Linked DNA regions of Mus musculus: region 2 is linked to region 1. The links are chromatin contacts, called in public ChIA-PET maps. All regions are on one chromosome and are shown on one strand. Each heading gives the region's core, a stretch centred on a gene start, on an enhancer-like site or on the middle of the called end of the contact. The rest is flanking DNA. Distances are from core to core; before and after follow the strand shown.

Region 1 (4,568 bases), core at 1,371-3,870:
GCAGGTGGCTGAGGTCTCTGCTCACTTCCCATCTGCATTTGCCTCCTCAGCCCCTACCAACCCTGAGTAGTGCTTCCTGCTAGTGAACAGTTATTGGATGGATTATAATTAATTGATTTATTAATTATTGTTAATTAATCATTGGATAATTTTCAGAGTTGATTTGAAGACATGTGAGTTTAGCTGACTGTCCAGAGAAAGTCAACGAGGCTGACTCAAATGGCCCTTAGGAATACAAGGAGATTCAATGGCTTAAAGATCCTGGATGTCTGAGCTGCGCCTGAGGCCCGGGGACAGCCAGTTGGTCCACGGGGGGTGGGGTAGGGGGGGTGGGGGGTGGGGGGGTTAGAGACTGGTTCTGAATCTCTAAAGACATCCCAGCAGGTGGAAGCTGTGTGTCACTCACCAGAGGTCCATTCTTTTCACTGTACGTGGTTTGCTTCTGCAGTCTAAATCTGTTTATGCCATTCTCAGAGGCTCTAGGGTGCTGGAAGAGAAGCAGCTGATTAGACTTCCATGAGAATGCTTACACTGGGGCTGGAGATGTGGCTCAGTGGTTAAGGGCACTGGCTGCTCTTCCAGAGGTCCTAGGTTCTATTCCTGGCACCCACCTAGTGGCTCACAACAAACTCCAAACTCCGGTTCCAGGGGATCTGATGTACTCTTTGTCTCCATGAACGCTCACAGACACACACACACACAGAGAGAGAGAGAGAGAGAGAGAGTATACAACCTCAGAGGAAGATGCTTACACACTAAAACCCAATACTTACTGTTTTTTGTATATGCGAGTACACCATCACTGTCTTCAGACACACCAGAAAAGGGCATCAGATCCCATTACTGATGGTTGTGAGCCACCATGTGGATGCTGGGCGTTGAACTCAGTACTTTTAACCACTAAGCTATCTCTCCAGCTCACCAATACATTTTTTTTTTAAATGAACACTTCTTTCATGACAGAAAAAAATTCTCAGGAAAAAAATTGTGATGAACAACCAGAAATATGCTGCTGTTTCATGACTTTCTGTTCAGTGGTCTGAGTCAGAGCCTTGTATCCAGCACTGACCGCAACCCCAGAATGCTCCTCACCTTTAGGGACAGCACTGTCACTGTGTGCTGTCCCCCCAGCCCCCTCTCCCCTCACTGATCTGCTTGTTCTCAGGATTTTTTCCCACTTCTGGATGCTTCCCACAGGGACTGGGCTATAGCTCAGCAGTCAAGCATTCATACAAATGGAACTGTATTTATGCTGTGGCTTTCTCTGAATCGCTTCTTTAGTTCAGCCAAATGGCTTCAACAGAGCTTAATTTCTCCTACTGCCTAATAATATTTCACCACAGAATGTATCACACTGAATGCATCTGTTTATCAACTGGCAGTTGTCTATTTTGCTCCATTTTTGGGATGCTATAACCCTATGGGTAACCTGTGTGCCCAAGTCTTTCGTGATTGTGATTCTCTTGGTGTGTTTCTGGGAGTGGGGCTGTGGGGTCAGATGTAACTGTTCATTCCACGAGGCTGCATCCCTTTCCATACGCCCTAGGGAGGCGGGAGTTCTGATCCCTCCACATTCACACTAACCCTCATGACAGCCACCCTGTGGATTTGACCAAGTCGCCTGATGCCTGCTCACACCGAGTGGTGAGACACACGTACTTCTTGCCCACAGCCCACCCGTGTGTCTTCTTAGAAGAAATATCTGCTGTGGTCCTCTGACCCTGCTTGTCCTTGGCTGTCTAAGTAATGAGTTAGTATTCTAGATGCAGGTCTCTGCCCAGACACAATTTGTAAATATTTCTCGCCCCACCCCTCCCCCATTCAGATGGTCCCATTTGAAACACTAAAGCCTTGAATTCTGATGAGGCCTAATAGACATGGTTTTTCTCTTCAGCTCAGCTACGCCAGGGCTGGGTACCCCCATGACTTCCTGTGTTGAAGCTGAACCCCACTGTGAAACATTAAGAGGGTGGAGATAGCAACAGTTCTGTTTATGATTCCGGCTCAGCATGCCATCGAGCCCTCAGGGCAGCTGAGCTCTGTGAGACCCTGGTGACTCACTCAGAGACTTGAAAAGGAGAAAATTAATAAAGATATGCTTAGACCTTTTGGCCAAGATCACGTATAGCATCGGGCAGACTCAGCCCTACCTCACATACGTGCCAGCAGGAGAGGCAGGAGCTTGTGCCTAGCCTGGTCCCCTGTATGTCTGGAGCTAGCAATGAGGAAGAAGCCACTTCTAGAATTCGCTGCTGCAGGATGTGGCCACAGAGGTTTTCTTGTCTGCAAGTGAGTATCCTGGTTCTATTGTGTTTAGAGCTACCCCACCCCACCCCCCAAACCCCAGTGACTCACGGAGGCCTCAGATCACAATGAAATCACCACCAGCTCTGTGAACTTGGACTCTGAAATCATCATGGCTTTGAGAACACTTTCAAATACCACCATGGCTACATTTCTAGAATATAGTAGCCTTCTTTGCTTATTTTTGTTTTTCGTTAATAAAGTGTCAGAATGTTCTCCACCCCCCACCCCCCCCACACACACATACATACACCCAGGACCCCTGGGCTGTTAAGCCTCAACAGGAAGAGGCTCTGGTGCCCCCTGCTGTACAATTTGGGCACTGTCCCTAGAGCAAGGGTCTCCTTGATATGCCTAACGCTTGCTTGACAGGGCAGAGGGAAAACAGGTAGAGGGGGTTTTATGGGAGCCACTGAGGGATGTCAGGCCAGGCTGTGGTGACATGTTTCAGGTAGCCTCTGTAGGGAGAGCGGAGGACTTAGAAGCAGGAAGGGCTCAGTGGGTTGCAATGGCTGAGATAGACTCTTGTCATGCGTGAGGCTGTGGCCAGCCTTTCCTTGCTGGCAGTGTGGGCTGTAAAGAGGAGCAGGCTGTACTGGGAGGTAACAGGAAACACAGGAGCTCTTACCGTGGGGAGGGTGGAGGAGCACTTGACGTCCTTAGGGTCTGAAAGAGCAAACAGGAGATGGGTAACTAAATACCGCCACCCACAGCCAATGAACTGGAGCCCTCAGCAGCGCTTAGGGTGCTGCTGGCAATGGACCCGATCTTCGCCCGGTGTTCCTGCTAAATAAGTTTTAGGGCCTCTTCCCACAGTGGTAACAGAAGAGGGAACTACAAGAGCATCCGGGTATGTTTCATTACTGTCGTTTTTTATTGGCTGTATGTCCTTGAATGCATGAAACAAGGTCCACTGGAAGAGGATAGGACTCTTATCTGGTGCTCCACTAAACTAAACAGAGCTTAAGGAAGGAAGACAGCCCAGGCCAAGGGGCCATCGAGGGAGGGGACGGCATAGCCCACCTCCCCTCCCATTCTTCCACAGAGTGGGGATGGGCGTGTGGCAGCCCGAGGGTATGAATAGGAGTTTGATAGTGGGATAAGTCAGCTTGAGCCCAGGACACGGTGGACCCTTGGACCGGTTAGACAGACACAGAAACACGAGAAAGGCACCCAAGCACTCTCAGAACAGAATCTGTAACTTTGTAAGGGACAATGAATTTCTAAGAAACGAAAGCGAGCGGAGATCAGACGCCTTCCGGGAGGAAAATGGAGCACTGGCATCGCTGCAACAAAGTGATGTCATGAAAAGGCCTTCCCTGTCCCTTCTGTCACCTGATGCTTATCTTTTCGTTGACCTTCTGGGCCTTGGGTGGTCACTCAGCTCCCCTAACAAACAGCAGCTTGTCCCTGAACCCTGGGAACTTGGGTGTATGTGGGAGAAGAGCCCTGGGGCCTGGCATGGTATCAGGGAGGCAGGCAGCCTTCCACATGGGGCAGTCTCTGCCTGCCACCCAGGAAAAGGCCCCAGGTATGACAGATGAAGAACAGGAGGGAAGAACATCTTAACCCCGGGGGAGGGGAGAGAGCAGGGCCAAGCTCAGATCGGCATGTGAGAGATGGGTGACCTGAGCATGGGAGGGACAGTACAGAGCTTTGGGGACACTGTCCTGCACAGCAAGGCCCAGCTGAGCGAGCACCAGGCCCTGGAGAGAGTCTTGCAGAGCTCAGGGAGGAAGATGAAGGGACTACTAGGGCACCATGACCAGGTCTGTGGCCTGGGTCACGTAGGGGGGACAAGCCACATACTTCAGTGAAGAGCCCAAGAGAGGCAGAAGCAGGAACAGGGGTGGGAAGTGGCTGCTGAGGCAAAGCAGCTGGTGCGAATGGGGTTCGGGGGCGTCCCCCACACTAGGAGAGCAGCGTGTGGAACAGAGGAGGAAGAGGACACGGAAGTGAACGGAACAGAGAGCTTTAAATAGATGGTCTTCCTCCATGCTTGGCAGCGGTCACCAAAGGCTTATAGATCTAATAAGAAAACCCAGGAATTGGGAAGGAGGCATAAGCACCAGGACAGAGATCAATTCTGAGACCAGGCTTGGGTTCTAGTTTTGTCTCTCTGCCTTGGCACTAGGATACCCCACCACTACCAGCAGCCATGTTCCTAAACAGAGCCAAGAAGGACCTGGGTAGGGGGGGAAGACACAGGCCAGCTCAGAGGAATGGTCCTGACCATGGCGGCTCTGGCAAAACTTCCCAGAGAA
Region 2 (4,944 bases), core at 1,494-3,993, 730 kb before region 1:
TCCTTTTCTTCTTGTGAATGTGGCCTCCGCTGTCCTCTTCAGCAGCAGGAGAGACCGTGTCTCCTACAAAAATACAGACCAATGATGCAAAGCCCTGCTGGTGAACACCAGCAGCCAGGATTTTTTTGTTTTGGGGTCTCAGGTAGCTCAGACTGGTCTAAAGTCTGCCGTACAGCCAAGGCTGCTGTAGAAACCCTGACCCAGATGCCCTCCTCTCGAGTGACAGGAATACAGGTGCACAGCATCACAGCACACTCCTCTAGAGACAGGGTCTCACCACAGAGCTGCTATGGTGGGCTGGGCAGATGGCTTAGTAGGTAAAGTGCTTGCCGTCAGAGGAGGAGGACTCGAGTTTGGATCTATGGAACCCACACAGAAAGCTAACTGTGGCGGCAGGCACCGGTAACCCAGAGAACCAGGAGACCAGTGTCTGCAGAGGAAATGACAGAACCCAGAGGATCTGTGGTGCGGGGCTGCTGTCATCGCACCCCAGCGCTCGCTCATGAGTTCCAGGGAAACCTGGGCTATGTGAGACGGCTCTATCTCAAGGAACAAACCTCCTCTCTGTCAGTCCCGTGTGAGCAAGGCGACCTCCTTCAGCTCCGAGACTGTGCAGCTCACCTTTCTCACTCTCTAAAAGCTTCTTTCTTTTCCTCTTGTGCCTTCTCTGACCGTTGTCCTCAGCAGAACTGAGTGGAGCACCATTGCCTGTAGGTTCCAAAGGGGCACGGGTCAGCTTCCAAGGCCTGCATCTGGGCCCCGCCCTGAGCCACCCAGCTAAGACTGCTGAGCCTGACTTAGCTCCATCACCTGCACTACCTGCCACTGTCCCAACCCAGAACACACACTGGACAGTGACTGGTGGCATTCTCCATCTAGACTGCTTTACATTCCTACTGCTCTGGGAGCCATCTAGTCAGGGCACAAGGATCAAGAGAGCTGGCTCACTGGTCCGCTCAGGTTTAACCAAGCTTTAACCATGCGTCCTAAAGGAAAATGAGACACCTGGATTTTCTTTTTGACAAAGGATTTTAATCTTCCTAGCCCAGTTTTGCCGGCCTCTATGTTGTGTATCATGGGGTCCACAGAGGCCAGATGTGGGCACTGACTAGATCTCCTAGATCTGGAGGTTTAGACAGTTGTGAGCTACCATGTGGGTTCTAGAACTGAACCTGGTCCTCTAGAAGAGCGGCCAGTGCTCTTGACCATGGAGTCACCTCTCTGCCTTTCCTTCCCCATTAAAACCTTAACTGTAGAAAGCACCAATAAAATTTCAAATAAATACCACATGGGTGTTACCCACACACTGCAGGCACCGGATGGATGGAAAGTATGTGCAAAGGGTCTTGCATGGAGGCATTTCCCAGGGTACTTGCTTAGGTGAACGCAATGAGGGTGGCCACCCACGGATTAATTTCCCTATGACCCGAAGTCTTGGATTTGGCCGGGCTGCCCTTGGTGGGGTGTGTACTGGGTGAGAACAACTCTTCTTACCTTCACAGAGGTCCTGGAACCTGTAAAAAAACAAAAAACAAAAAAGCACATGGAAGTTCAGAGTTCACAGCTCAGGTTTTGAACATAAAACGGGAATCCGGATACTCAGTGCTCACTCTCTCCTCCACAGGGAGGCTAGGGGACAGCCCCACCTAGGGATGCGGTGAGTCAGGAAGGAAGAAGCCTAGGACAAAGGTGCTTTCCATTCCACCAGCTCTGCATAGGACACAGTGGCACACAATACCAAGAGATCCCATGTCTGTCTCGCTTGTTTCTGAAGGCAGACAACTTAACGCTCTGCTATGTTCAGGGGAGGTTTGCCCACTAGGGTTCTCTTTATGCATCAGACCAAATAACCAAAGCTGAGGCTATGAGGGATGTACATAGGGCTGGGATGGGTCGCTGGGGCAGGCAGGTCAGCCCTAGTACCCACACTGAAGCCCCTGGCATGCCTTTGGAGGTCCAGCTATAAAGCACGAGAACTTATGGATGCCATCTACTGGGGAATTCTTTAAGAGCCATTTTTGGTGTGTCCACACATTTGCAGGTGAGCACACGTGCATGTAGAGTCAGAGGTTGATACCAGGTATCTTCCTCAGCCACTCTCCCCTGGGTCTCTCATTTGAACTCAGAATTTATCAATTTGGCTAGTCTAGTTATCTTGCTCTAGGAGTCCCATCTCTGCCTCCCAACCAAGTGAGCTGCCTTGATGCCTGGAACTTCATGGGTGCTGGGATTAGACATGAGACTCCACACCTGCCAGCCACTTCCATTCGTACTGAGGATCTAAACTCTAACCTTCATTCTTTATTCATTGGGTCGAGTCCCTACCTCCTTTCTAAAGGCATTCATAATATTAAAGGATCGAGCTCAGATCAGTTACTGCCATGTGGTTATGAATAAAGTGATAAAAGATAAAGAAAAAGGCAGCGGGGGCTGGAAAGATGGCTCAGAAGTTCCAGAGGACCTGAGTTTGGTTCCTGGTACCCACACTGGATGCCTCACAACTGCCTGTAACTCTAGTTCCAGAGCACCACTTTGTTCGGGCCGCTGCAAGAGCACACATACACAGACACACACTGACACATCTAACAGTAAATACATCTTTAAGAGAAGGAAAGAAACGTGGGAGAGTGCTGGTGTGGCCACAGGATCTCACTTGCTACTTACTTTCTGACTAGTCTGCAGAGTCGCTTCCTGTTGAAAGGCGGGGTGCTTTTTGAGTTGGCTATTTCCAGGAGTCGATCAGCAACAGCCTTATAGTCAAACTACCACAAAGAGACAGGAAACCCAAGCAGTGGTGAGACAGCCTGGCCTGTCTGAGAGTCACCTTCTAGCTGCTGTTGGGAGCAGTCTTCTCCAAACTGGGCTCTCATGCACAGAGAAGAACTGCCTGAGGAGCCTGCTTGTATGCTCATCCTGGGGTCTCAATCTCTATAACTGTCTTTACGTTTTCAAAGCACAATTGTGTACGCATGTGTGGAGTGGCACAGACCTTTAATCCCAGCAGTTGGGGAATAGAGGTAGGTGGATCTTTGTGAGTTCAAGGCCAGCCTGGTTTACATGGCAGTTATTGAGTAGCCAGGGCTACATAAAGGAAAGACCCGGTAACCAACCAACCAACCAACCAACCAACCAACCAACCAACCAACCAAAACTCAAAACTAGAAGCCTGGCATGGTGGTGCACTGGTGTATTCCCAGTACTCGGAGGGGCAGAAGGACCGCTGTGAGCCCCACTCCACCTAGACTATATACAGCAAGATCTGCTTAAAAACAACCCCACCCCCCAAGGCCCCCATAAAGGCTGGTGCTGTTACATGCAGAAGAACAGGCAACAGTGCTTACAAAATGAGGTTCGGGATCTTTCAAAACCCACTTAACTGTTCATTGATTATTTTTGATAGGATCTTTCTGCATAGCCCAGGCGTGTCTGAACTCAGAGACCTGTCAACCTCTGCCTCCCGAATGCTGGGATTGAGTGTGTGTACCACCATGCTTGGCTTCATTTTGTTTTTGTTTTTTTGAAATAGGAGTGTACTAGGTAACCCAGGCTGTTCTTGAACTTGAGACCCTCCTATGTGCTGAGGATCCATGTGAACAACACCACACCAGCCTAAAACCCTTTCAACTGTGTCTCCAACAAGCTCATTCTAAGAATGGTGACATTAATTACAGAAGGGATTATAAAGGACTTTACAATTTAAGCCTTATGGCTTAATGAGCTCTGACTCTAATTCTCTAGCCAAGCCATCCCAGGTCAACCCACATTCTATTAAAAGCAAAAGCTGCTCCCACCTGGAGAGGTGACCCTGAATCTTTCAAGGCTGCACAGATGTCTCTTTCTCTGCTGCCAATGACTCCGTCTCTGAGGCATTCGTCTAGTGCTGCCAAAACACATCCAAAGACAAAGACACAGTCTTGACATTCAAGAATGGATGTGGCTCAGTCCCTCCAGGCTCTGGGTTCAATCCCCATTACCAGGGAGAACACCAGTGACTGCTGCCTGGGGAGATACTTGAAACTGGTCTCCTAAAAATCCTGGTCTTTATTTTATATGCGAAGCTCCAGGTTTTGCCCCTAGGACCAACCCCATACTGAACAACCCTACCCCCACAAAAGGACTCAAGCCTGCAGGAAGGAAGCTGTGTGCTGGAGGGGAGCCAAGGGAACAAGTGCTCCTGACTGCACGGCAGTTCTCACAGGCACAGGCCAAACGTCTCACAAAGGAGGTGAATGGGCTAGGAGGGACAGAAAGAACTTGGCCTAGTGTGAGTGGTGTTGGGACCAACTGTCCACATGTGTCTTTTATGTACCCTGATTTATTTTTTGGGAGGTCTATATGCAGTGAGATGTCAACAAAGTGCTTGATGAAGACTTAAAAACCAAGAACAGAGGAGCCAGCAGGCTTCATCAGGCAAGTACAAGGGGCCCGGATTCAACCTTCAGAATTCACATAAAAAACTCCTGGGCATGGCAGTACAGGCTTCTGGGCTCAGCACAGGGAAGGCAGCAACAGGCGTATCCCTGGGACTCACCAGCCAGCCAGTCCAGCCTAATTAGGCATCTTCCAGGGCAATGAGGAACCTCACCTCAAAATAGGGGTGGGTGAAAGCTGAACAGTGACTCCCAGTGCTGACATCTGGCCTCCACATGAAAGTGTGCGCGAGCACACGCGTTCGTGCACACAGACAAAACTGGTATATAGAAATGAGGAAAACCCAGGCAGCCAATCGACCCAACAGAAAGGAAAGAGTATAAGAGGAAGCCTCTCACCAGCCTTCTTCCCACTGACTGCCTTCCTACAGGCCAACGCCTTCGTAGGGAAGCCACTGCCATCCTCTTTGGTTTTCCGCTCCTCCACAGACTCTTGAGGTACACAGGCAGACTGATCTACAATGACTTCAAAAACACCCCTCGCTACAGTCTGTACCAGCGTGTGGCTGAGGGC

Evidence for each region. ChIA-PET counts read pairs in DNA pulled down with a chosen protein or histone mark.
Region 2: a contact with region 1 is called in an RNA polymerase II ChIA-PET map of memory CD8 T cells, with 18 read pairs. The contact joins two enhancer-like sites. A contact is called at or near these places in 2 of 115 datasets of contacts at active chromatin or transcription factors (T-cell acute lymphoblastic leukemia and memory CD8 T cells) and 3 of 9 other capture datasets (adipose tissue, embryonic stem cells and liver).

Annotation. Positions count from the first base shown.
Region 1 is chr17:31,324,068-31,328,635 of GRCm38.p6, reverse strand. It overlaps Slc37a1 (solute carrier family 37 (glycerol-3-phosphate transporter), member 1), which reads right to left. Exons shown (of 20, transcript NM_001242427.1): 9 at 2,933-2,970; 10 at 407-487. Among named protein-coding and RNA genes, the nearest start is that of Slc37a1, 30 kb to the right of the region's middle. Within about 2 kb of position 2,620, at least 75 of the 459 cell types and tissues checked have an H3K27ac peak or open chromatin away from gene starts, as enhancers often do. A contact at or near this core is called in memory CD8 T cells, where this site is marked.
Region 2 is chr17:32,051,675-32,056,618 of GRCm38.p6, reverse strand. It overlaps Rrp1b (ribosomal RNA processing 1 homolog B (S. cerevisiae)), which reads right to left. Exons shown (of 16, transcript NM_028244.2): 8 at 4,770-4,936; 9 at 3,792-3,880; 10 at 2,665-2,762; 11 at 1,495-1,514; 12 at 622-708; 13 at 1-63. Among named protein-coding and RNA genes, the nearest start is that of Rrp1b, 18 kb to the right of the region's middle. Within about 2 kb of position 2,743, at least 55 of the 459 cell types and tissues checked have an H3K27ac peak or open chromatin away from gene starts, as enhancers often do. A contact at or near this core is called in memory CD8 T cells, where this site is marked.